6 separate regions of the Mus musculus genome follow, and regions 1, 2, 3, 4 and 5 are each linked to region 6. Evidence: chromatin contacts called from public HiChIP or PLAC-seq and promoter capture Hi-C data. All regions are on one chromosome and are shown on one strand. The core of a region is the stretch at or near the end of the contact, and the rest is flanking DNA. Distances in the headings are between cores, read along the strand shown. Region 1 holds the start of Gstt2 (glutathione S-transferase, theta 2). Region 2 holds the start of Upb1 (ureidopropionase, beta). Region 3 holds the start of Smarcb1 (SWI/SNF related, matrix associated, actin dependent regulator of chromatin, subfamily b, member 1). Region 4 holds the start of Ggt1 (gamma-glutamyltransferase 1). Region 5 holds the start of Prmt2 (protein arginine N-methyltransferase 2). Region 6 holds the start of Trappc10 (trafficking protein particle complex 10).

Region 1 (3,875 bases), core at 1,143-3,642, 2.4 Mb before region 6:
TGCAGAACCAGGACCATTCTATCTCTGTTCCGTTCCACCTTCTCCTGGGGAACCTGGACCCCAATGAGTGGCCCCAACACCTGGCAGAACGACAGAAGAGCTCAATCTATAAATAAGCCTGACTCTTACTGGGTGCCCAAGGTTCAGCCCCTCCCCAGAGGACCCTGGATACCTTGGTCCATAGGAGCACTCCGAAAGTACCACGGATGTTGTCGGCATGCCAGCCCAGGTATTCGTGGACTTGGGCACGGGCCTGTAGGTCGGCCGGGTACCAGTGGTCTGCCACCTGGTACTTGGAACTCAGGTAAATCAAGATGGCTGTGCTGGGAATCATAGAAGAGGGGCTATATGGACCATGGGAAGAGGGGATTTAAGGACCTTGGCTGTTTCCCATCCCTTGGCGGGGCCTTCAGAATTCTCACATTTGAAGTACTTCCCTCTGGTCTCACCACCTATCTCTCCATGACTCTTGCCTGTCCCCAGAGCCTTTCTTCTCTGCAATGTTGTGCATGGTGAAACCCAGAGACACACACAGACACACACAGACAGACACCAGCAAGAGCTCTGCCCCTCTCCAGGTCGCCTCTTTTTTTGATGTCGTGGACACTGACCCCTGGCCAGACCTTTTTCTCTCCGCCTTTCTTTTTTGGTGGTGGTTGTTGTTGTTTTGTGGGTTTTTTTTTGTTGTTGTTTTGTTTTGTTTTTTAGCTCTCTGACACTAGACTCTAATGGGAGAACCAAACAGTCTGTGAGCCCTGACCCTTTCATTGGTCTCCGGGGCCAAGCTTTGGCGGATTAAACAGGACATCTAGGAAGTTAGGAGAAGCCCTTCCTAGTCCTTTGTTGAATCTACATTTTTTTTTCCCTAACCCTTGACAATCGTCCCCTTGTCGCCTTCCAATACCCCTCAATCAGGATAGGGAGGCCTGGAGGGGGAGGGGGGGAGTCCAGCAGATGAAACAGGACAGAAGCAAGGGACATGCTGGATCAGCCCTCTAGTCTTCCAGGACCCCTTCCCACAGAGTCTGCTCTAGCCAGGCCCCCTCACAGCCTAGGGTCGGAGTCGGCCAGGGCCCCGCCCCGCACCCCACTCCAACGGAAGTGGGGCGGCCAAAGGGAGCCGGAGGAGGTAGTGAGGGCTCTGGGTATATTTACAGCTGCACCTTTCGGTCAACACGAAGCTTCCGTCTTTGAGTACAGGAACTTTGTTTAAGCAGTTCACCTGGGAGAATTGCTCGCTCATGTGCTGCCCTGGGAAGGAAGAAGCCAGAAAATGCGTGCAAGGACTCAAGCAGTATTCCTATTTTCCCCTTTCTCTTTGCAACCAGAGCAAGGTCGAAACGGCCAAAATCCGGATGGGCCGGGAACCAGAGGCACAGAGGTGGCTCAGCTATGTGTCTCTTCCCTGCAAAGTCTCCGGAATTTTGTGAATCTAAACACTGCGTGCCTTCAAAGCAGAAACTGTAGGAATCTTTCATTTTTCTCCCCACGTCCCAGGACAAAAAGTCTCTCTTGTCAGAGCGGAAGTTACGTTTAAAGAGGGCTCTGAACTGACTAAGACCACTCCAAAGAGAGCAGAGCATTCCTTGGTGGACGGCGCTGGGGGTGGGGGGGGTCAGATGATGGGGAGATTGTACCCAGGCAGAATGTGAAGGACTGACATGGTCTAGGGGTAAATGTGCCAACCTTTGAGTATATCCACGGTACGCGTCTGGAAGGGGATGCCATTCTTCTTGGCGAAGATGTAGACAGCGCGGCTGGGTTGTGACAGCAGGTCCAGGTAGAGCTCCAAGCCCATTGCCGGTAGCGACACAAGATGGTGTGCCGACTGCGTTCGATAACAGCAAGCTGGGGTCCAGCACAGCCTCAGTTGGCCAAGCCAAACGATTTCCTCCTCTGGATAGCTGACACCTGCTGATCTTGGGGAGGGAGACGCTTTGGAGGACTTTATACCAAAAGCAGGGCTGAGGTGCGCGCGCACTCAGACTGACTTATGCGATTTGCTCCAGCGGACCGTGGAGCCAGGAATCCAGCCCAGGACCTTAGTCTCACCCGGACGCGGAAATGGCCTAGCTGGGCTTTCGTGGACCCAACTCAGAGTTCTGTGGACGTAGTCGTTTGCGGGGAACTAGACCGCTCAGCTCCTAGCTCTCAGTTACTGCAGGAGGGGATCTTAGAGGCTGATCGCTGATCCTTCTTTAACGGGTGAAGCTTGTTGCAGGCTGCTAGAAACTTTGCCTTAAGGAAGAACTGTGGTTGGTCCAGCTGCCCCGTGCAAAACAGGTCGTCTAAGAACACTGGACCTCCCCAGATCTGTGAGGCTGGGCAGCAAAGCTTGAAGGAGTCACAGGACCACCTCTCTCGCCCGCCTCCAACACTCTCCACGGTAGCATCTTCCGATGGGGAAAAGAGGTGCCCATTATCACTGGCTTTATCTGAATCTTTTAGAGTAGCTATAGCCCGTGGGCCATATCGGGCACCAGAATGTTTCCCTGGGCGTTTTTCTTTTTTTCTTTTTTCTTTCTTTCTTTCTTTCTTTTTTTTTTTTTTTTTTTTTTTTTTTTGACATTGAGGGGTAGGGGTCTTGCTATAGCACAGGCTGGCCTCAAACCCTTCTGCTCCATTGATTCTCCTGTCTTAGTTTCCTGAATGTCTGGGACTCCCAGGTGAGACCTATCCTGCCTGGCTTTCCAGGGAATTTATGTTTGTTTGATTCATTTGGTTGGCTATTTTTTGTTTTGTTTTGTTTTGTTTTGTTTGAAACAGGGACTCATATAGTCCAGGTTGGCCTCAAATTCGACTTCATTTTCCAAGTGCTTAGGACTACAGGCATTTGCCATAGAACCAGTCTTACCCTGTGAGTTGATAGCTAGGAGCTGTGGTAGCCAGTAGGCTCAAACCGAGCTCTCTCAAGTGGCCCCTCCCCTCGCCCCTCCCACCGCCAGAACCGTCTGAAGCCAAATTGCCCTTTTACCTAAATAAGCTGGTGTTGTTTTTTGAGGAAAAGGATTCTGAAAAACACAAAGCTGTCCCCAGAGGAGCTTCTTCTGCAGCCCTGCACCGCACGTGGCTCTGCTCGTGCAAATTCGGTAGGGAGAGCATGTGATCCAAGATGACTGTACCCACCCAAGCCCTCTGATGTGATTGGCCCCTAGAAGTCTCCTGGCCTTGTTTATTTCACGTGCTTCCCCTAGGTCAGACATCCTCTCTCACGGGATCAGATATGGCTCTTGAATGGATGGACCCCTGAATCCCGCCCCGAAACACCCCCCCCCCCCCCCCCCCGGCTTTCACCCTGCAGACTCAGGTACCTGCTTCGCTACTCTCCGGAGAGTCCCCTCCCACACTGGCAAGGAACTGGTTTGGCTGCCTCACTCCCCTCTTCCATCTCATCCTCTCTTCCGGCTTCTTAACCCCTCCCCCCCCCCAAAAAAAGGGCTTCCTTGAATCTTGACAAAAATACCCCTTTTTTTTTTTTTTTTTTTTTGCTACCCTCCCTTTTTGACTGGTAATAGTTTTCATCTTGATTGTCAGATACCTAAAGCCAGAGTGAGTGGTAGTTTGAATGAGAAATGCCCGCCCCCGCCCCACCTCCCCACAGCCCATAGTTTCCTGCGTTTGAACCTAGTGTATGAACAGACCCCAGCTGGTGGTCTGTTTTGTGTGGGTTATGTAGCTTTTAGGTTGTGGCACCTTGCTTGCTACAGGAAGTATGTTGCTCATGGCAGTGGGGTTTGGCAGTTTATACCCTGGGCCACCTAGGGGGAGCCTATCTGACAAACAGGACAAAGAAAATCAGTAGCTAGAACCTGGTTTCATGACACAGCATTTGTTTAGCATCAGTGAACCTAGCCCTGGATTCAACCCTCCACACC
Region 2 (3,391 bases), core at 15-2,514, 2.8 Mb before region 6:
TGGGCTGGTAGTCATGGGTTCTGTAAGAGACTGAGCAAGCCATAGGGAGCAAGCCAGTAAGCAGCACTCCTCCATGGCCTCTGCATCAGCTTCTGTCTGCAGGTTCCTGCCCTCATGGCTTTTGATGAAGAACTGTTATATAGAACCGGGGGCAAAATAAACCCTTTCCTCTCTGGGTTGCTTTTGGTCATGGTGCTTTACCACAGCAATAGTAACCCCAACTAAAGGTAAGCTTAATCCAGTGTAAGTGCTATATAAGCAACTGACACATTGTATTATTTAGGGACTAATGTGGGGAAGGAGAAAATCCTTACAAAACGGGCACAACTTGGAGGAAACTTTTTAATCAAGTTTGGTTGAATATGCAGCGGCGGGATCTACACTCAGAGTGCCAACTGTCTCTATGTCTTTGTCTCTACTGTCTTTTTGTTATGCTTTGTGAAGTCTCCCACACAAATCTCTCAGCTTCTAGAAAAGGAAGACACTAGAAGCTGTCAGAGAACATCAAAGCGGTGATATAAATATCTTCAGCCACACCTTCTAGCAAGGTGGCGATGCTCTACCACTGAACTAAACTGCGGCAAGTGGTCACCGCATTCCAATTCCACAGATAAAGCAGCAGATGACCCGAGTAGCAGGATAGCTCCCCAGGTCACAGGAGTAAATCAGGGTCTGGGAGTGCTTCCCTGCCACCCCAGCTCCCAAGTATATGGCCTCTGTAAGTTACAGGGAACAGCAAGAGGGTCTTTCTCCACTCTGCAGCTGGCAAAGCGCACATGTGGGCATGCATACCACAAACGGCAGAGATCCCAAAGCGGCATCAGAGTACAGAGAGTAACCTGCTCGGGATCCCATATTCTGCAGTACTGATTCCAGGGAAACCAAACTTGCTTCTGACTCATGTGATTTGTGGCTCAAAGGAAACCAAAGGCCTGGTATTATCATAGTGCCAGGACTCTGGACTGGCCCCTGAAATACTCAGATGCCAAAGTATTGCTTCTTGTGCCCATCAGCAGCCCCGTGTAGTAGTGGGCCGGCGTGGCTGGCTGCCCTGTTCTGCTGACCCAAACCTAGGTAAAGTTACTTCAGCCCATCAAAGATCTAAGGAAGAAGGAGGAAGAAGGAGGCGCCTGTGTTAGGGAAAGCCTCCAGGGGCGACCTGCACTGATCCAACCTGGTCACCAGAGAGAGCGCCAATAGAAAAGGTCTGCCAGGAATGTCCTGAGCATGTATTGGCTGCCCTCCATAGAGGCGTGAGGAGGGTGTTGCCAGCATGTGAACCCTCCTCACAGAGCACCAAATCCCGTGCCTCTGGAGACCTGCCAGGCTGCTGCCTCCTTCTCCCCATACTCCAGGCCGAGGGCAGGCCATTCGTGTGGGACATCAGTCCCTGCAACCAGCTTCTGGCCATGGCGGGACCGGAGTGGCAGTCCCTGGAGCAGTGCCTGGAAAAACATCTGCCGCCTGACGATTTGGCCCAGGTGAAGCGAATTCTCTACGGCAAGCAGACTAGGTCAGAAACCCAGATGCTGAGTTTGGGGCTTTTGGAGTCACCCATCTGTGGGCTGGAGGAGCAAGGGGAGGGTTTCTCGGATGCGACTGGCTCAGTGGGGGCAGTGATGAGGAACCCTGTAGTTCACTTGCAAAGGCCACATGTCGTGAGAGATGAGAATCTTTAGGGAGGTGACTCTTACAAACCATACTTTCATTGCCCCAGACTCCTTGCTTCCCCAGCCCCGCCCCCGCCATCGCCCACCTTGTGTGGAACAAAATAGGACCGAAAATGAATGTGTCTCTTAAAGCTATCTCCAGGGCCACTCCAACTTTCCTCCCCTCCCTAAGCTACTAGCTTTGCCTCAGACCGCAGCTACCTGGTGGGGGGGGGGGGGCTGTCCAATACCTGCAGTGAGGGTCTCGTGAACCATCCTTCCTAGCAGCTTGGAGATAGAGGAATACTGGACCAAACTAACTTTCCAGACAAGAGAATTGATAACTCAAGTTTTCCCACTCTGGGCAAGCTCACCAGATTTTTTTTTATTCCTTTTGTTTTTATTAGAGTTGGGCATCTGGTATAACAGGTATAACAGAGCTGGAGGAAAAAAATACCCCTCCCTCTTGGTCTTCAGTTTCAATCTATTTTTCTGGAGCAATCAGAAAGTTGTCTTCAAATGGACTGTTTCCTTGTCCTTTGCACAAACGCTATAATGGGTTTTCTAGGCTGTTAGAACAGAATGTGAACTCTGACCTTGCTAAACCTCTGTCCAACTCTTGCTTATATTGGCCTGCTCAGGCCTTGTCCAATGTAGCTTGTTTGCTCTCTGGACTGCATGCCGGTGACCCTGCATTAGAACCTTGATCAGCCAAAGATAATTGATGAAATCACTGGTTCCTGGCAACCTTAGGGTTCCTACAGGGAGGCCCGATCCACTAAATCTACCGCAGCAAGTGGGTGGTAGAAGAACTTCATTGGCATTTTGTTAGCTCCCCCACCCCCCACGCACACGCACACACACACACACACACACACACACACACACACACGAAACTGTCTCCATAATCTGTGAGAGGCTAGATGACCCTAAAATGCTCTCACTTTCCACCGTACTTACAAGATCAGCCAGCCATGAGGATGGGGGATGTAGCTCACTGGCCTGCTGGGCATGCCGGAGGCCTGGGTTTCCACAACCCCATGCAAAACCCCCCAAACAACAGCAGCAATACATTAGTTAGATGAGTAGTGTTAGAATCGAGGCTTCCAAAGAAGATCAAAACAAAAACAAAAAAACAAAGCAAGGAGCATCTTAGCCCAAATTCTAGGAATGCTAATTATTCTGTTTTAAGGGTAAAGTGAGCACGTTATCCTGAAAGATTTTGTTGGTGTCTGAGGTAAAATCAAGGGTTATTATGAAGAAAGAAATATTTCCCATAGAAATGACTGGTACACATTCGAGGTAGGACTGAGGCCAGGTCAGAGATTACCGAGTAAGAGGGTTTATATCAGCATTTGGAGAATCACAAAGCAGGGCAGAATTGTAATGGAGGGCACAATGCTAACTGGGGCTAACCTGTGCTAACCTGGGACTAACCTATGCTAACCTGGAACTGCCAGGTCCTAACCCTGGGCTTTGGCTTCCAATACCTGAACAAGTTCCTTTGCCCATTTCCCATTCTTCTCTTAGGTTCTGTTCCCTGATGAAATTTTCACGTTCTATCTCTTAAGGTGTGAACCTTCATGCATGCTTAGTTCTTACAACTGGGTGAGTTTTGGCTGTGAATAGAATTTCCACCTGAAGATAGGAAATTATTCTGTCTTTAAAATACTTAAAAACCCCTCCCACTTAAACTCCTGTTCATTCTTCAGAGGCCAACTTGTACATGGCTGGTTCCCCAA
Region 3 (3,780 bases), core at 374-2,873, 2.3 Mb before region 6:
CTGTAATGAGATTTGATGCTCTCTTCTGGGGTGTCTGAAGACCGCTACAGTGTACTCATAGACATAAAATAAATAAATAAATAAATAAATCGAAAAGAAAAGAAAAGAAAAGAAAAGGAAGGAAGAAAGAAAGAGAGGAGGGGAGGAGAGACATAAACTGGTTGGGGGTTGCCCTTAGATGGAATGAAGTTAGTTTGAGATAGACAATCTGCACCAAAAAAAAAAAAAAAAAAAAAAAAGGTAGAAAGAAAGAAATTTCAGCTGAGCAGTGGTGGCACACGCCTTTAATCCCAGCACTCAGGAGGCAGAGGCAGGCACATTTCTGCCAGCCTGGTCTACAGAGTGAGTTCCAGGACAGCCAGGGCTACACAGAGAAACTGTCTCGAAGAAGAAAAAGAAAAGAAAAACAAAAAAAACAAAAAAACACAAAGATTTGGCTGGTCTCTAGGGTTAATTGAAGGGATTTTCTAAGGTTGTGGTTCTCAACCTTCCTAATGCTGTGACCCTTTAATACAGTTTCTCATGTTGTAATGACCCCCTCCACCATAAACTTTTTTCGTTGCTACTTCATAACTCTAATTTTTGCTACAGTTACGAATCATAATGTAAATACCTAATATGCAGGATCTTTGATATGCGACCCCTGTGAAAAGGGTAGTGGCTGGCGCACAGGTGCGATCCTAAGGAACCCTGTCCACCTGACTGCACAGAAGCTGTCTCTTCTAGCTCTGGGTTCTGGGTTAGCGACCCTTCAGATTTATCCCCTATAAAAACTCAAAATTAGTTCACTGATCTCCAAAACGTTAGTGCTTCCGACCTCAGGGCCTCAATCCACTCAAAAGCAAACATGTCCAATCACTTTCTAAACATCATAAAAGCTCTCTGCAGTCCACCTCGCAAGCAACAACACAAAGGGGAAGAGGCTTTCCTAAGCTTCGGGCTTACAAGTAGAGATTTCGAGACCGGGGCAGTGGGGTGCACGAGAGCTGCCAAAGGGTTCAAGGGCAGTGTTGCACCTCCACTTCCAAGCGCCCAGGGGCTTCCCGAACATCCTTTCCCCATCTGCCTAGAGTGTACCGGCTCGACGCTCTAAGCTAGGACAGATGCTTAGGGTCTGAACAACGTTAAGTGGGTAAAGAAAACCCAGGACGGTCCAGGCGGGACCGGCCACGCCCACCAGGCCACGCCCCAGCTGCGAGCACGCGCCCGCCTCCGCGATGAATGGAGGCGCGCTCTCGGGGAGCACTAGCCCGCCCCGGGACTCGAGCCGGCCAGCCGCTGCCCGGGAAGCCGAGAACGCGCCGCGGGCTACCTCGGAGCCGATCATGTAGAACTCCCCGTCGTCCTCCAGCTGAAACTTGACGGGCTTCTGCCCGAAGGTCTTGCTCAACGCCATCATCATCATGGCGGCGGGGGAAACCGGCAGCCGGGGTCGAGCTGGAAAGAATCCGGTGGGCTAGGGCGGGGCCGAGGCGCGTCGGACCGAAAGGAACGGAGGCCTGGAGGTGAAGGTCGGGCAGGGCAAGCCGGGCGAACCGGGCGAGCGCTCGTGTCACTACTGGGCTCCTTGGCCGTCTCTGCAACGAGCAGGCCGCCCTCGGTGCGCATGCGTGGAGAAGCTGACGCTAACGTGCGCGCCGCAGCCTGCGCGACTCAAGGCCGAGCGCGTTCCCGCAAGCCCTTAAAGGGACCCGAGTTCTTTTTTGCTTCCTAGGCTTCCTCCCTGGGCGGGTAAGGAGGAAAACCTCTCAGCGACCGAAATAGCCACTGAGGCCCTGACTCAGGCGGTAGCTTTCCTAGTCGCATAGCCAGAGCTGGCACTCCGCCCCGGGATGAAGGAAAAAAATGAGACGTTAAGCGAGGAGAAGGACCGCTCTATCTGGAAGCCCGAGGGAAGCTGGGTGGGCATGGCGACCCCACGCTAGCGCCTCAGGTTTTCCACCCGAAAGTGCGTTAGGAATAGCTAGCTATCCACTCCAGGCCAACAGCAGTTCCCGAGGCAGTAGGGATGGGAAGAATGACAATACTGGATGGAGGTTGGTACTATTCAAAGATCTAGGTGATGTGCCAGATGAACGGGAGGAGGCACTTGCATTCCTTCCTTACCTCTGCAAGCTTGGTGCCCACAAGCCCAGCCCTGGTCTGTGCCTCTGCCCGCCTTGGGGCATAACAGCCCCGAGAGAAGACAGTGCTTCTGGAACGTGTCCAAGCAGTCCACCCCCTGTTGAACAGAGCCGTGACTCCAAAATGTTTAATGTTTATTGTAGCACTATTACAGGAGCTTAAGTTATAGCCTAGCCTAGGTAGCTATTCAACAATAGAGGAATGGATGAAGAAAATGTAGTCTAGGCTGGGTGTGGTGGTGCAAGCTTTTAGCTTCAGTTCCAAGACAGTCAGGGATATGTTGAGCAACTCTGTCCCAGAAAACAAAAAAGAGTGTGAAATGTGTGTACATGTGTTTTTTGTTTTTCAGCCACAAAAGTGAAATTACATTGTTTTCAGGAAAATGGATGCAACTAAGATATCATATTAAACAAATCAGGCCAGTCTCAGAAAGACAAATACGTTTTCTCTCATTTGTGCTTTCTAGATTTTCCTTAGATACATAAAATATGTATTCCACAGAACATTAAAGTAAAAGTGACATTGTGTATGGGAGCAAAGGGACTAACAACCTAGTGTAGGGGAGGTGGGGGCATGGTGGGATGTGCAAAATACAAACACTTCTCTGAAAGCAGCAGGACAAACAGTGGCCAGCTTCATAAGGGTCAGTCTAATGAGACTGCAATTGTGACTGGGGTCATGATGAAGGAGATGTTAAAGAACTAGGAAAGGCTGTGGTAACCAGGAGTTTGCCCACTGATCTCACAGCCATGGGAACCAGAGGGTTAAGGGCCAGGGGTGGCTCACACTTTTAATCCCAGAACTCCAGAGTCATAGGCAGGCAGACCTCTGTGGGTCCCAGGACAGTCAGGGATGTATAATGAGACCATGCCTCCCTCAGCTCCCACCCCCAGTAGTTAGGCATGATCTGATAAAATGATACTGCTTTTGCTGAGACAGCCAGTCAGTTAGAAAGCCACTGTGGGTATACCTCTATTTGTTCAGGAATGGGACAGGAGAGACTCTAAATATGGGTCCTAGCCCCAGGGAAACAGTCTTGGGGCACAAAGGCTCTAACCCTTACTCCCAAATCTTGACTGCAAATTGCAAAGAAAAACAGACAGGCGCTTAGAAAACACTCATGTTTAATGACAGTCTTGGCTTTTTTGGGTTTTGTTTTTTGTTTTTTTAAAAAAGTCTTTATACACTGTATACACATGTACATGGCTTAGAGGGTACCTGTGCTAGGAAGAGGGCCCCAGAAAGAAATGGCCTGGGGCAAGGCTGTGAGGTATGTGGGGCCTTTGAGGTTCCGTGTCTCTGGGAGGAAGCAGCTGCCTCCTTGGCTGGCTGTGTACCTTTTGGCCTGAGTTCCAGGAAGCACTTGTCTGAATCACCTGCCAGAATATGATCAGTTCACTATCTCTCCAGAGCTGACTTACCAGGAAAGATACTGGTCCAGTTGCTTAGCAGGGGCAGCATGGTACCCTGGGCATCTCATTACCAACACCACTCCCAACAGGAACCTCATTGCAGGTGATTCCTGAGTTTGTGTGGGGGTTCTACTTTGAGGGACAGAGATGGAGACCTTGGGCAACCAGGCTGACTGTGGATTATTGGTAGCTGAAATATTGCCAGCCCAAAACCTCCCTTATTTTTAAGTAACACCAAAGCCTT
Region 4 (3,307 bases), core at 777-3,276, 2.7 Mb before region 6:
AAAAATGGGAGGCAGGGAACTAGAGAGATGGCTCAGTGGTTAAGAGCACTGATTATTCTTCCTGAGGTCCCGAGTTCAATCCCCAGCAACCACATGGTGGCTCATAACCCTCTGTATTGGGATCTGATGCCCTCTTCTGCATGCATGTAAGCAGAATACTATATACATGGGAGGCAGGGAGTATGAGAGGGAGGATGTCCTCAGACTTCAGGTCTTGGTGGGGACATATAAGGCCCCACGTGGGAACTGTTTGTGGATAAGTTATGGGCAGCAGTTATAGCTCAGTTGTTCTGAGACCTTCACTACTCGTGAGGTAACCCATCAGGCGTGGAGAGGAAGCCAAGATATGAGTGCCTGGCAAGTATGGTGGAAGGCTACATACAGAAGGGTATGGAACTGAACCAGCTCCACCATTGGTCTCTTTCACACAGTCAGAAAGCCCAAACTCAAACCAACTCAAGGCTGTTAATTCGGCCAGGTCATCTGTAATCAGGTCATCTCCAGCTTCCTGGTAATCGTGACTAGGACTCAGTCTCTGTTGTTTGTTGTTCCTTGTTTGTTTGTTTGTTTGTTTGTTTGGGATAGTCTCACATAGCCTAGGCTGGTTTCAGTTACTTAGCTGGTAATGACCTTGAACTCCTGATCTTCCTCTATCTACTTCCAAAGTAGATTTGACCTGCCACGCCCAGCCACCGAATGGTTTTGAAACCTTCTCTGGGAGGAAGGAGGCAGATAGATCCTCCGTGGAGACCATTTCCCTGAGCTTACTCTGTCAGGAATGGGTCTTCTGCCTGCAGACGGAGTTTCCCCAGAAGGAAAGGCGGCAAGAGGCTTTCCGTTCCCTGTGTTGCTCTTGGCCGAGTGTGTAGCCATAGACAAAGTAGGGTCCTGTGATGGTTTCAACCTGGCGCCCCAAGTTCAATGGCTTAAAACAGCAAGTCCCGGTTATTGGGAGCCTGAAATCTAATGTAAGCAGAGCCGTGCTCCCCACCTCTCCCCCACTGCCCCCAGGACTATGGGGCCATATCCTTCCTTGCCTCCCCTCCTTCTGAGCTTCCTGGCAATCCTTGAGGCTGTTTGGCTTGTACTTGTGTCGCGCTGACCTCAGCTTCCTACTCCACATGGCTGTCTTCCCTGTGCGACTACCCAACCGGCCATCTTGTAAGACCACTAATTACTGTATTTAGGGCCTACCCTAATCCAGTATGATCTCATCCGAACTAATTACCTTGTGAAGACTCTGTTTCTAAATAAGGTCACACTCTGAGCTCTCCCTAGTGGGCATGAACTTGGTGGAAGGGGGAAAAAAAAACAAGACACCACAGAAGCCTCTGAAACCCTCGGTTTCCTTGTCTGTAAAATGGCGATGGCATTATAGGATTAGAGACTGGCATAGCATAGTGTTGCATAAGTGCGCCTTTATTCTTTAACGTGATTAATCTTCTGTGACATTTTTCTTCTCCTATCAGTGCTGATATTTGAGTCCAGGATCTTTGGCATGCTTGGCGATCGTTCTACCTTTGGGCCACACCTAGCCCCTCTTTCTTACTTTACAGTGAGCCTAACCATTCACTCCTCAGCATCGATCCATTCAGGACTGGGCACTGTGCATGCAGCCTAGACTTCCTCAGAATTGGGAGCCAAGAAAGATTTTGGGAGGTGTCATAAGTTAGCGGAGTCTGAAGGAAGACGACTTTAGCCTGTAAAATGTCCTGGCAGGAGCATTGAGGGCAGAGAAAGGGCAGGGGCAGGCACCAGCAAGGCAAGAATTTCTCTGCAGGGCAAATGGGGGCCTTTGAAGGGTTTTCCAGCGGGAGAGGAAAATGTTCCATTAAGGTAACAGCAGCCTTGCAAACCACTGGTGAGCAAGCGTCACCAGGTGATAGGAGTGGTGGGGGAGGGTACTAGGTGTGGCTTGGAGGAGGTCACAGATAACACCAATTGGAAGGGACCAGTGAAGAGGCAGGGGGTGGCTTCTGAAGGGCTGGACTCTGGCTTCTGTGGCTGGTAGAGGTTTGTGGAAGGTAGTTGCTTAGCTCAGGTTAGGACTTGTTGACCTTGGGCATCTGACACAGCGGGTGGCTCAGACTTGGACTCTATGTGCAATGTGATATAGCTCAGCATGGAAGATGTAAAGAGGAAGGGAGCTCTGGGTAAGCTGAGGACGGAGTGTAGGGAAATTGTTGGGCGGTTTAGGTACCAATTAAGTCGCAGGGAGGTTGTGGGTGGACAGGTGTGCTTGCTTGCCTTGTGGTCCAGGAGGCTGTGAGACACAAGTGAGTTAGTTGGCTTTCCTGCAGACTGTGGCATGTGATGGTAGGGGCGGGAGTGAGGAGACCAGGACATGGGTAAGACAGGGCTTCCCTCCCAGCCCCCCCTAGAGATGCCAGACAGCACAGATAATTACCAGGTGATACAATAAATGCCACCTGAGAAGGGGGGCGGGCAGGAAGGGGGGCAGAAGTGACTGCAGAGCTGGGAGTCAGAGCCAGGCTAACACTGAGGCTTTGAAGAGCTCTGGAGCCTTCTGAAGTCTGTCTGTTTCATCCAGTCCTCAAGCTCCCTTGATCCTCTCTGGAGAGGAAACCAAGGCCAGAAAGGGAAGGTTTCCCAGGTCCCCAGCTCTCAGGGAGGTCAGGCATGAAACCGGGAGCTATGGGGTGCACATTTCTGTTATTCTGCTGATGAATTCTGGAGTTGGACTTCACTCACCAGATGCTGAATGCTCCCAGGAATTAACAAGCTGACCATCCCGGAGGCCCACGCGCTTGGCTAAGTACAGGCTCCACTCACACCAAAGGCGAGTACTGGGATGGGGTGAACGGGCAGCACCAAAAAGCCAGGCTTGCGGGGGGGGGGGGCAGAAGGCAGAAAATCTGACCTTGCTGTGGTGTGGTCATTCAGAGAGTACTTCCTCAACACCGTTGGGTAACAGTGGCCCATTTACGGATTCTTCTGTCTGGTCATTGTGGTCTATGTGTGGTCAGGCACTCTATGCAGGTAGTCACAGGGCATGGGTGTCCCCTGCATCTGTGATCTGTGGCCTGGGATGATTAGAAGGGTCTGAGACCAGACCCATCCAAAATGAGCCGAAGGAGTCACAAGCTGGGGCTCGACGCTAGGGGAGAACTTGCCAGCTGCTTTTAGAGATGAAGAACTCCCCCCAAGGGTGGACTTTTCTAGGGTGTTGGAAAATCAGAGGGAAGGTTGAGAATCTGTGATCCTCACGTTCATTAAGCTGTTGTGACTTTGGATTTGAAGTCAGTTTCATCCCACCAGTTTACCAGGGGAGTCTCAGGGTTGCTGG
Region 5 (3,600 bases), core at 411-2,910, 2.0 Mb before region 6:
CTATATCAATAAGTTAAGTAATTGAATAAATTAAAACCCAAGGGAAGGCATACCATTAAAAGGGACACAAAACTGGCTGATGCTGACACCACAGACATGAAAATCTTGATTTTTTTAATAAACCTTTTTATTTGAATAGTCATTTCATTAACTGTACATAATCAATATTCCTTAAGATTGAAGGAGATCTTTTCTCTGGTAACATGGATCAAACTGAATATACGTACCCAAGACAGATCTTCTCGAGTACCAAGCATTTTCCTGGTCCTATGCTACGGCCATCTAAGAACAAGTACAAGAATCTGAAGCATGCTGAAGTGTCCCCTGAAGTGTTCATGACAATACACAGCATGGGACCTAATGACCAGACCCATCCCCCTGCCTCAACGTTCTCTAAATTCAAGCATCCTCCTGTGAGCCAGGACCTTGAGAGACAAGGAGAGTGACATCACCCCTGTAAGCTGGTACTGTTCCTCTGTATGATCATTACACGTGGCTCTTACGTACCAGAACCGGGATGACCTGTGACTCGCTGCAGGGACCTTCTCCTGGTGCCTCCATAGTTCAATATGATCATGTCTCATAACTGGGGCTTTACTTCAGTTTCTCTCCCATGCCTACTTGAAAGAAGAGAGAGAAGCACAAAGTGTTACACTGCCTGGTCAGTAATCTCATTTCACGGCTACAGTTTACTGTATGTGTTAAGAATGGAACAGGATTGGCGTTTTATCATCACAATTCATTAGAGGGCTTTTTAAATTAAAAAATCCAAATGCTGTGTGCTTCCTTTAATATGCTAGATTTATTCCTCTGAAGTCTCCTTTTTTAAGAGATATTTATGAAGCCTCTTTTTACTTAGAATAAATCAGTATCATTTTTTTTAGGAACACTTAATAGCTTAAACTCAAATTAAAACACCTTGCCCAGTACTTGACCTAACCCACAGGCAGAACTGAAATCCCCATGCCCGACACCCTCCTGTTCTTTAATTCTATTTTTTTACCCCCAGGGGCAATGTAACCCTAACTGGCTCTGAGATTACATCGATTCTTTGTTTAAACGCCTGTTGTGCGTCCAGATCTGGACTTCATACTTACTTCGTAATAATTAGAATCACAAATTATTTACAATTATATTTTCAGTGAAAAGCCTGGGAGGGTGCCCGGAGGAAGAAAGACAATGAATTGGAGGGTTCTCCAGGCCAAGCAGATGAGGCCATAGAGGCCAAGAATATAGAGGCATGGGGGATGTGGCTCGGGATACAGAAGGCAGGTGGGCGTGGTCCTGGAAGGGCGTGGCTCTAAGAGCCAGCGGAGGTGCGCAGGGGGAATTGAGAGGTGCAGCGAAAGGAGAGCGAAGAGGGCGGACGGTGCTGAGAAAAGGGGAGGGGGTAGCTGGAATAGAACCTTCGAGAGGGCACTCTAAAGCCTCCAGAGGGGGCGGAGGCCTCAGTGCGCTGGAGACATGCACAGGGAAGACCTTTTGCCTAGCTTGCCCTGCCTCACTTGCGATCCAGATGTCTAAGCTGTCCATTAAGAAACCTACCTCAGCCGCGTTTCTCCGCTGAATTCTAGGCTATACCAGAAAGGAACAGACGATGCCCACCCGAAGCCTGAGCCGCCGCCCTGGACCTGCGCAAGCGCGGAGCACTCCAGCTGGCCGAAGAGCACGCCCCGCCCAGGCCTGGGTGTCCTGCGCAAGCGCAGTGTGTATAAACTCGGTGCTGGTAGCTGTAGATAGTCTTGAGACAGGGGTTTTCTCTAAGAGCTTGTCACTCAGCGCAAGCGCATTTTCTGTCCCTGCTTCCGGCCGGTCGCATTGGGCCTTAAGGCTGCAAGACGCAGGTGAGAAAGTGTAAGGATCGACTTACCGGGAGATCTGTGGGAAGACTGGACTCCGGGTTGGAGGCCACAGGTGGTGTAGACCGCGCCCCCAGCGGATTCGAACCGAGGCAACAATTGGCAGGCTGAAGCAGGAGTGCGTACTAGCGCTGTCCTGAGTGTACCTGGGACTGCCGGTGTGTTTGATGCCCTTCTCCGAATGCTTAATAACCTAGTTTTGATCTGAATCAGCTTCTGCAGAATGGGACCCCCCTACAGTATCTTGGACTAAGTTTTGATCGTGGAACCAACATAGCTACTGAGACACGAAACACACCAGAGACCCCAAGTCCTGAAGATCCTGTGCTGAAGGGGTTGGGGGCGGAGGAGCAATGACACTGACATCAGGTGACCCTAAGCAAGGTTTCTTAAGCTTTCTCCACTAGCAATCCCATCCTACTCAGAAAGTTTTTCAGCGACTCTAGGTATCTAAAATAGGCATACGAATCAAACATTTACTGATAAGTGAATCAGAAAAGAATTTATTGTAAAACTCGGCATACACACAATTTTACCACTGACTAGAGACAAAAGCAGATTTGCATACTAATTAGGTGGATGCGTTTGTCCAATATAATCTAGACACTCTAATACATGCTGAGGAATGATAGGGAAATATTAAAATTCTTTGTTTTCTATAATTAAACCATCATGCTTCGGTTCGTGCAGTAGAAACACCACAGCTCATAACATAATCAATCATTCCAAACCTGCTGTGAGGCATCTCAGGGCTTGCAAGGCTTGTGCAAACCACACCTGTTGTGCCTTCAGTCCATCGGTTCAGTGGAGTCGCACAATGAACTGCAGCCAAGGGATGGGTCTGTCTGTGTGAGGACCTGGTCCTTTTTTTAAATCTGCCCAGTTTTCCATTTCCACCAGATGAAGAGGGCTGAAGCTCTGAGCCAGGATGCCACAGGTTGAAAAGAGTTTCCCACAATCTTCCAAGGCAGAAAAAACTGTCCTCAGAGCCCCCAGTGTGGCAGGCCTGAGACCTATTCTTGAAAGCCTGCTGGTGCCACGAAGCTCAGGCTCCAGGCACTAGGATCCACCCTTGCTAACCTAACATAGGAAAGGGTACCTGTGGTGGCTGAATAAAGAATGTGGCTTTGTAAGGGCTGGAGGTGGCTTAGCAGTTAAGAGCAGTTACTGTTTTTGTAGAAGACCCAAGTTTGGTTCCCAGCACCTATGTTAGGTTGCTCACAAACCACCTGTAACTTCCAGCTCCAGGGGACTCACTGCACTTGGGAGGCCGAGGCAGACGGATCTCAGAGTTCAAGACCAGCTTGGTCTACAGGTTGAGTTCCAGGATAGCCAGAGAAACCCTGTCTCAAATAACCAGAAAAAGAAAATTCTTTTTGTAAAAAGTGGAGTGTGATGCCTGCAGATTTGTCTCAGTGGCTAAGAGCATTTGGGCGCTTACAGTGGACTGGAATTGAATTCCCAACATCTAGATTAGGCAGCTCACAAGCACCTGTAATTCCAGTTCCAGGGGCTCTGATGCCCTCATCTGGCCTCCATGGGCACTGGAATGCATGCAGTATGCGTACAGCTGAGCAGGCACACCCAGGAGTTATTTTTAAAGTGGATTCCAATGCCGCTACCTTCCTTTTAATCCCTGCTTGGCTTGACAAGCTGTCTGTCAAAGAAGACACTGTAACCAAACGTGTAACCATATGCAATAAAGATAGACATCTTGGTTAGTGCAAAGCTTCAGAGCACA
Region 6 (3,335 bases), core at 40-2,539:
GCACCCGGGCAGGGCGGGGCAGCCTCCAGACCAGCTCTGCCACATCGGTCCACCTGCCTGCAGGTGAGGTTTGGCAAGCCTCTCAGTTGCCAAGCATTCTGGGAAGAAAAAAAAAAAAAAACAAAACACACACAACTAACTGCTGAACTATGCAAGTCTCCCAACTTTATGGGAGACACATCCATATCCCTGAGAAAGTTAATCTAGCAATAAAGAGATGTAAGTCTTTAAATATGAAATGTCTATGCGGTTACAGGAAGGAACTGGGAGGAGCCCATGTATCCAAGGGCCCAAAGGAGAAAACAGAGCAGGGTGTGCTGGAGACCTTGGGAACCCTGGGGCCTAGCACCAGGTTTTGCAAATATGCTTCCTGTTTAGAAAAAAGTAAATTCATAAGGTCAAGCACATACTGAACTGCCAACAGCCACGTATCACACCTGTCCTTTGAGAGACAGCACCGCAAAGCTGTCAAAATGTTAACCAACCCGTCCACACTTCCCATGAGTCCATAGTTTGCAAAACTACTCCGTTCTGAAATTATGCTTTAAAATGAGGGTTTTCTTTTTCTGTAGCAGAGAAACCAATCTTTGTGTGTGAGTGTGTGTGTGTGTGTGTGTGTGTGTGTGTGTGCATTCAGTGGGAGAAGGAACAAGTGCGGAAGGGGATGTCCGAGCGGGAACTCGCTGGTGGAGCAGCTCTGGAAAGTGCCTATAAGCACAGGATGATTGGACCAGACAGAGCTGGGTTCCTTCCTAAGCCTGGCCGGCCACCTGCCACTCCGGCTTGACAGTCACTAGAGGAAGAGCACCTGCGCTCTGCGGAGAGCTGGGCCTGCCCACCGGACTGCGGTCAGCGCGCAGGAGAGCCGACCCACGGGGAAGGCCGGCCCGATCCCTAGCAGCACTGACAGTACAGAACGAGCTGCTCCGGAGACCGCCCAGGTCAGGACCCAAAGCTTGGCGTCGGCTGCACAGCGGGTCGGAGGTCACCCGCGGAAAGGTCGGAGGTCGGCTGTGTCCGCGTAGATGGGAGCTGCCAAGCCCGGCCGCGCCCCCCGCCCGCCCGCCCCGCCGCACTTACAGGTGACGATGGGCTTGTTCTCCATGGTGTAGACCACCGGTGGCTGTGGCTCCTCAGGGGCGTCCATGGGCGTCCGGCGTCACCGGCCCGGCCCCCCGCCCGCCATGGGCACCCGAGGCAGCGCGGGGCCCGCTGAGCCCGCGCCTCCTCGCCGCCGGCCCCCGGCAGCTCCTAGCCGGCCGCCCGCCGCCGCCGGCCGCGTCCACTTCCGGCCCCGGCGCCGCCGCGTGACCACTTCCGGGGCGCGCGACTTAAAGGGGCGGGCCTCGCCGCCGAATGCCCTCCTACGAAAAAGGCCGCGTGCCGGGCCGCCCGGCGGTGCAGGGCGGGGCCGCTGTAGCTGTCAATAGCGGGAGCCGCCTCTGCCTCGGTTCTCAGGCAGCTGCAGAGGACAGAGGGCGGCGCACGTGCCTGAGCTCCTTGACCCCACCTTCTCAATGCCCAAGCTTGGTGACCCTTGCTTGGTCTCATCAGACCTGTCTAAACTGGATTCTCCTCGGCTTCGCACCTGCAGATGCTCCCTTACCCTCATCCTCGCTTCTACCCTGTGTGCCCCCACGTCACGTCTGGCGGAATTCCCGTTATCTCCGAGGGAGCTTCCTCCTTTCCGGCTTCTGCAGGATGCCTTGGGTCGGTTTTTACATCTGGGCGAGCTCAACTGTGCAGTGCCAAGCTGAGTCTCTGCTTGCCTGTTAACACGGACTTGCCAAGTGTGCTGACTCAAAGCGAGGCAAGATCGAAAGTGTTCCACCCACCCCGTACAACTCCATGTGCACCCGCTGGCACGCCAGCTTCCCACTGTCCTTTCTGGTTTTGTGAGGTTTTTGTTTGATTGGTTGATTAGGTGGTTTTACTCGTATGAACCACCACATAGGTCGTTTCCACCTGCGTCAGCCTTCAGCACTCTTTCCCTTGGCTCCCAGAATGCTCCCTATGTCCCACCTTCATCAGTACTGGTCACCTATAGCTGGTACTGCTTTGAAGCCGCTAGGTATTGTGAATGTCGCAAAATCAAATATTGCTTTGAACTGAACTCGGCGCAAGTAAAGCAGGTCTATGGGAGCTTTTGCAAATGGGATTCAGTGTGCAAATGGAATGTCTGAGCATGACTTGACTGTTGGGGAGCATGTTGGTTTGGGCTTTCAGGCAACTGATTAGGGCAGTTGAAGCAGGTGGAGACTGCCAGGCACAGGGGTTCTCAACCTGTGGGTCCCGAGCCTTTTGGCAAACCTCTAGCTCCAAAAAAAATATTTACATTATGACCCATAACAGTAGCAAAATTACAGTTTATGAAGTAGTAACAAACTATTTTTATTTATGTAATAATTTTATTTTTACTTCTTTAATATATTTATTTTGTTTATTTAATATTTTTCTCTAATATTTTTATTTTTATTTATTTAATTTTTAGTTTATTTATTTAATTTTTATTCATTATTTAATATTTTATTTTTATTTACTTAATATTTATTTTTTATTTAGGAGGGTCACAGCATTAGAAAGGTTCAGAACCACTGGCCTAGAGAGAGCACAGCAAAGCAAGAATAGGGGTCCAAAGCCTCCGTGGACGTGCCAAAGGTTTTTCACCCCATCCAGCTAAGCGTTTGTGAGATGTCAGCACAAAGAACGAAGCTCTCACCTCAAATGGAATAAGAGATGGTGTGCTTCGGAGCCAAATTTGAGTGCCCGCCACCCAGGGGACAAGGATTTTGAGGAATCCTCTGAGGCCTCCTGAGTGGGTAACCCCAGGTTTCGTGATCCCACATGGAAGCACTTGAAGCTTTATAGTTGCAGAACATAAAAAGTCATAAATCAAGACAATTTAAAATACATTGGTGAGTACGTCAGAGAGGCTGTTATAGCTAGAAGGTGGACTCTCTCCTGTTGGCCTCAAATACCATTCTTAGCTTTGGAGGTGGGAAAGCTAGTTGTGATGGTTTCTATACACTTGGGCCAGGAACAAGGGGTGGCACTATTAGCACATGTGACCTTGTTGAAGTAGGCCTGTTACTGTGGGTGTGGGCCTTCACCCTATCTACCTGGAAGTCAGTCTTCCACTAGCAGCATTCAGATGAAGATGTAAAACTCTCAGCTCCTCCTGCACCATGCCTGTCTAGATGCTGCCATGCTCCCACCTTGATGATAACAGACTGGACCTCTGAACCTATAAGCCAGCCTCAGTTAAATGTTGTCCTTTATAAGATTTGCCTTGGTCATGGTGTCTGTTCACAGCAGTAAAACCCTAGCTAAGACAC

What was found. Promoter capture Hi-C pulls out the DNA fragments that hold promoters and counts their contacts. HiChIP or PLAC-seq counts read pairs in DNA pulled down with a chosen protein or histone mark.
Region 1: a contact with region 6 is called in a promoter capture Hi-C map of pre-B cells, with 4 times the contacts expected there. The contact joins the promoter of Gstt2 here to the promoter of Trappc10 in region 6. A contact is called at or near these places in 1 of 39 promoter capture datasets (pre-B cells) and 1 of 484 Hi-C or Micro-C datasets (B cells).
Region 2: a contact with region 6 is called in a promoter capture Hi-C map of liver, with 6 times the contacts expected there. The contact joins the promoter of Upb1 here to the promoter of Trappc10 in region 6. A contact is called at or near these places in 2 of 39 promoter capture datasets (both in liver).
Region 3: a contact with region 6 is called in a promoter capture Hi-C map of liver, with 6 times the contacts expected there. The contact joins the promoter of Smarcb1 here to the promoter of Trappc10 in region 6. A contact is called at or near these places in 2 of 39 promoter capture datasets (both in liver), 1 of 115 datasets of contacts at active chromatin or transcription factors (astrocytes) and 2 of 9 other capture datasets (adipose tissue and liver).
Region 4: a promoter capture Hi-C map of liver shows a contact between it and region 6, with 5 times the contacts expected there. The contact joins the promoter of Ggt1 here to the promoter of Trappc10 in region 6. A contact is called at or near these places in 1 of 39 promoter capture datasets (liver) and 1 of 115 datasets of contacts at active chromatin or transcription factors (astrocytes).
Region 5: an H3K4me3 HiChIP or PLAC-seq map of embryonic forebrain shows a contact between it and region 6, with 5 times the contacts expected there. The contact joins the promoter of Prmt2 here to the promoter of Trappc10 in region 6. A contact is called at or near these places in 1 of 39 promoter capture datasets (pre-B cells) and 1 of 115 datasets of contacts at active chromatin or transcription factors (embryonic forebrain).

The regions. Positions count from the first base shown.
Region 1 is chr10:75,832,489-75,836,363 of GRCm38.p6, forward strand. Gstt2 (glutathione S-transferase, theta 2) reads right to left here and starts at 2,393. Exons shown (of 5, transcript NM_010361.2): 1 at 1,687-2,393; 2 at 1,164-1,251; 3 at 173-323; 4 at 1-80. The coding sequence starts at 1,798.
Region 2 is chr10:75,405,647-75,409,037 of GRCm38.p6, forward strand. Upb1 (ureidopropionase, beta) reads left to right here and starts at 1,265. Exons shown (of 10, transcript NM_133995.4): 1 at 1,265-1,513. The coding sequence starts at 1,410.
Region 3 is chr10:75,919,991-75,923,770 of GRCm38.p6, forward strand. Smarcb1 (SWI/SNF related, matrix associated, actin dependent regulator of chromatin, subfamily b, member 1) reads right to left here and starts at 1,624. Exons shown (of 9, transcript NM_011418.2): 1 at 1,313-1,624. The coding sequence starts at 1,405. Mmp11 (matrix metallopeptidase 11) reads right to left here. Exons shown (of 8, transcript NM_008606.3): 8 at 3,232-3,780.
Region 4 is chr10:75,562,106-75,565,412 of GRCm38.p6, forward strand. It overlaps Ggt1 (gamma-glutamyltransferase 1), which reads left to right and starts at 2,027. Exons shown (of 15, transcript NM_001379537.1): 1 at 2,027-2,153; 2 at 2,716-2,800.
Region 5 is chr10:76,236,205-76,239,804 of GRCm38.p6, forward strand. It overlaps Prmt2 (protein arginine N-methyltransferase 2), which reads right to left and starts at 1,661. Exons shown (of 11, transcript NM_133182.3): 1 at 1,546-1,661; 2 at 508-617. The coding sequence starts at 561.
Region 6 is chr10:78,243,356-78,246,690 of GRCm38.p6, forward strand. It overlaps Trappc10 (trafficking protein particle complex 10), which reads right to left and starts at 1,290. Exons shown (of 23, transcript NM_001081055.2): 1 at 1,081-1,290. The coding sequence starts at 1,147.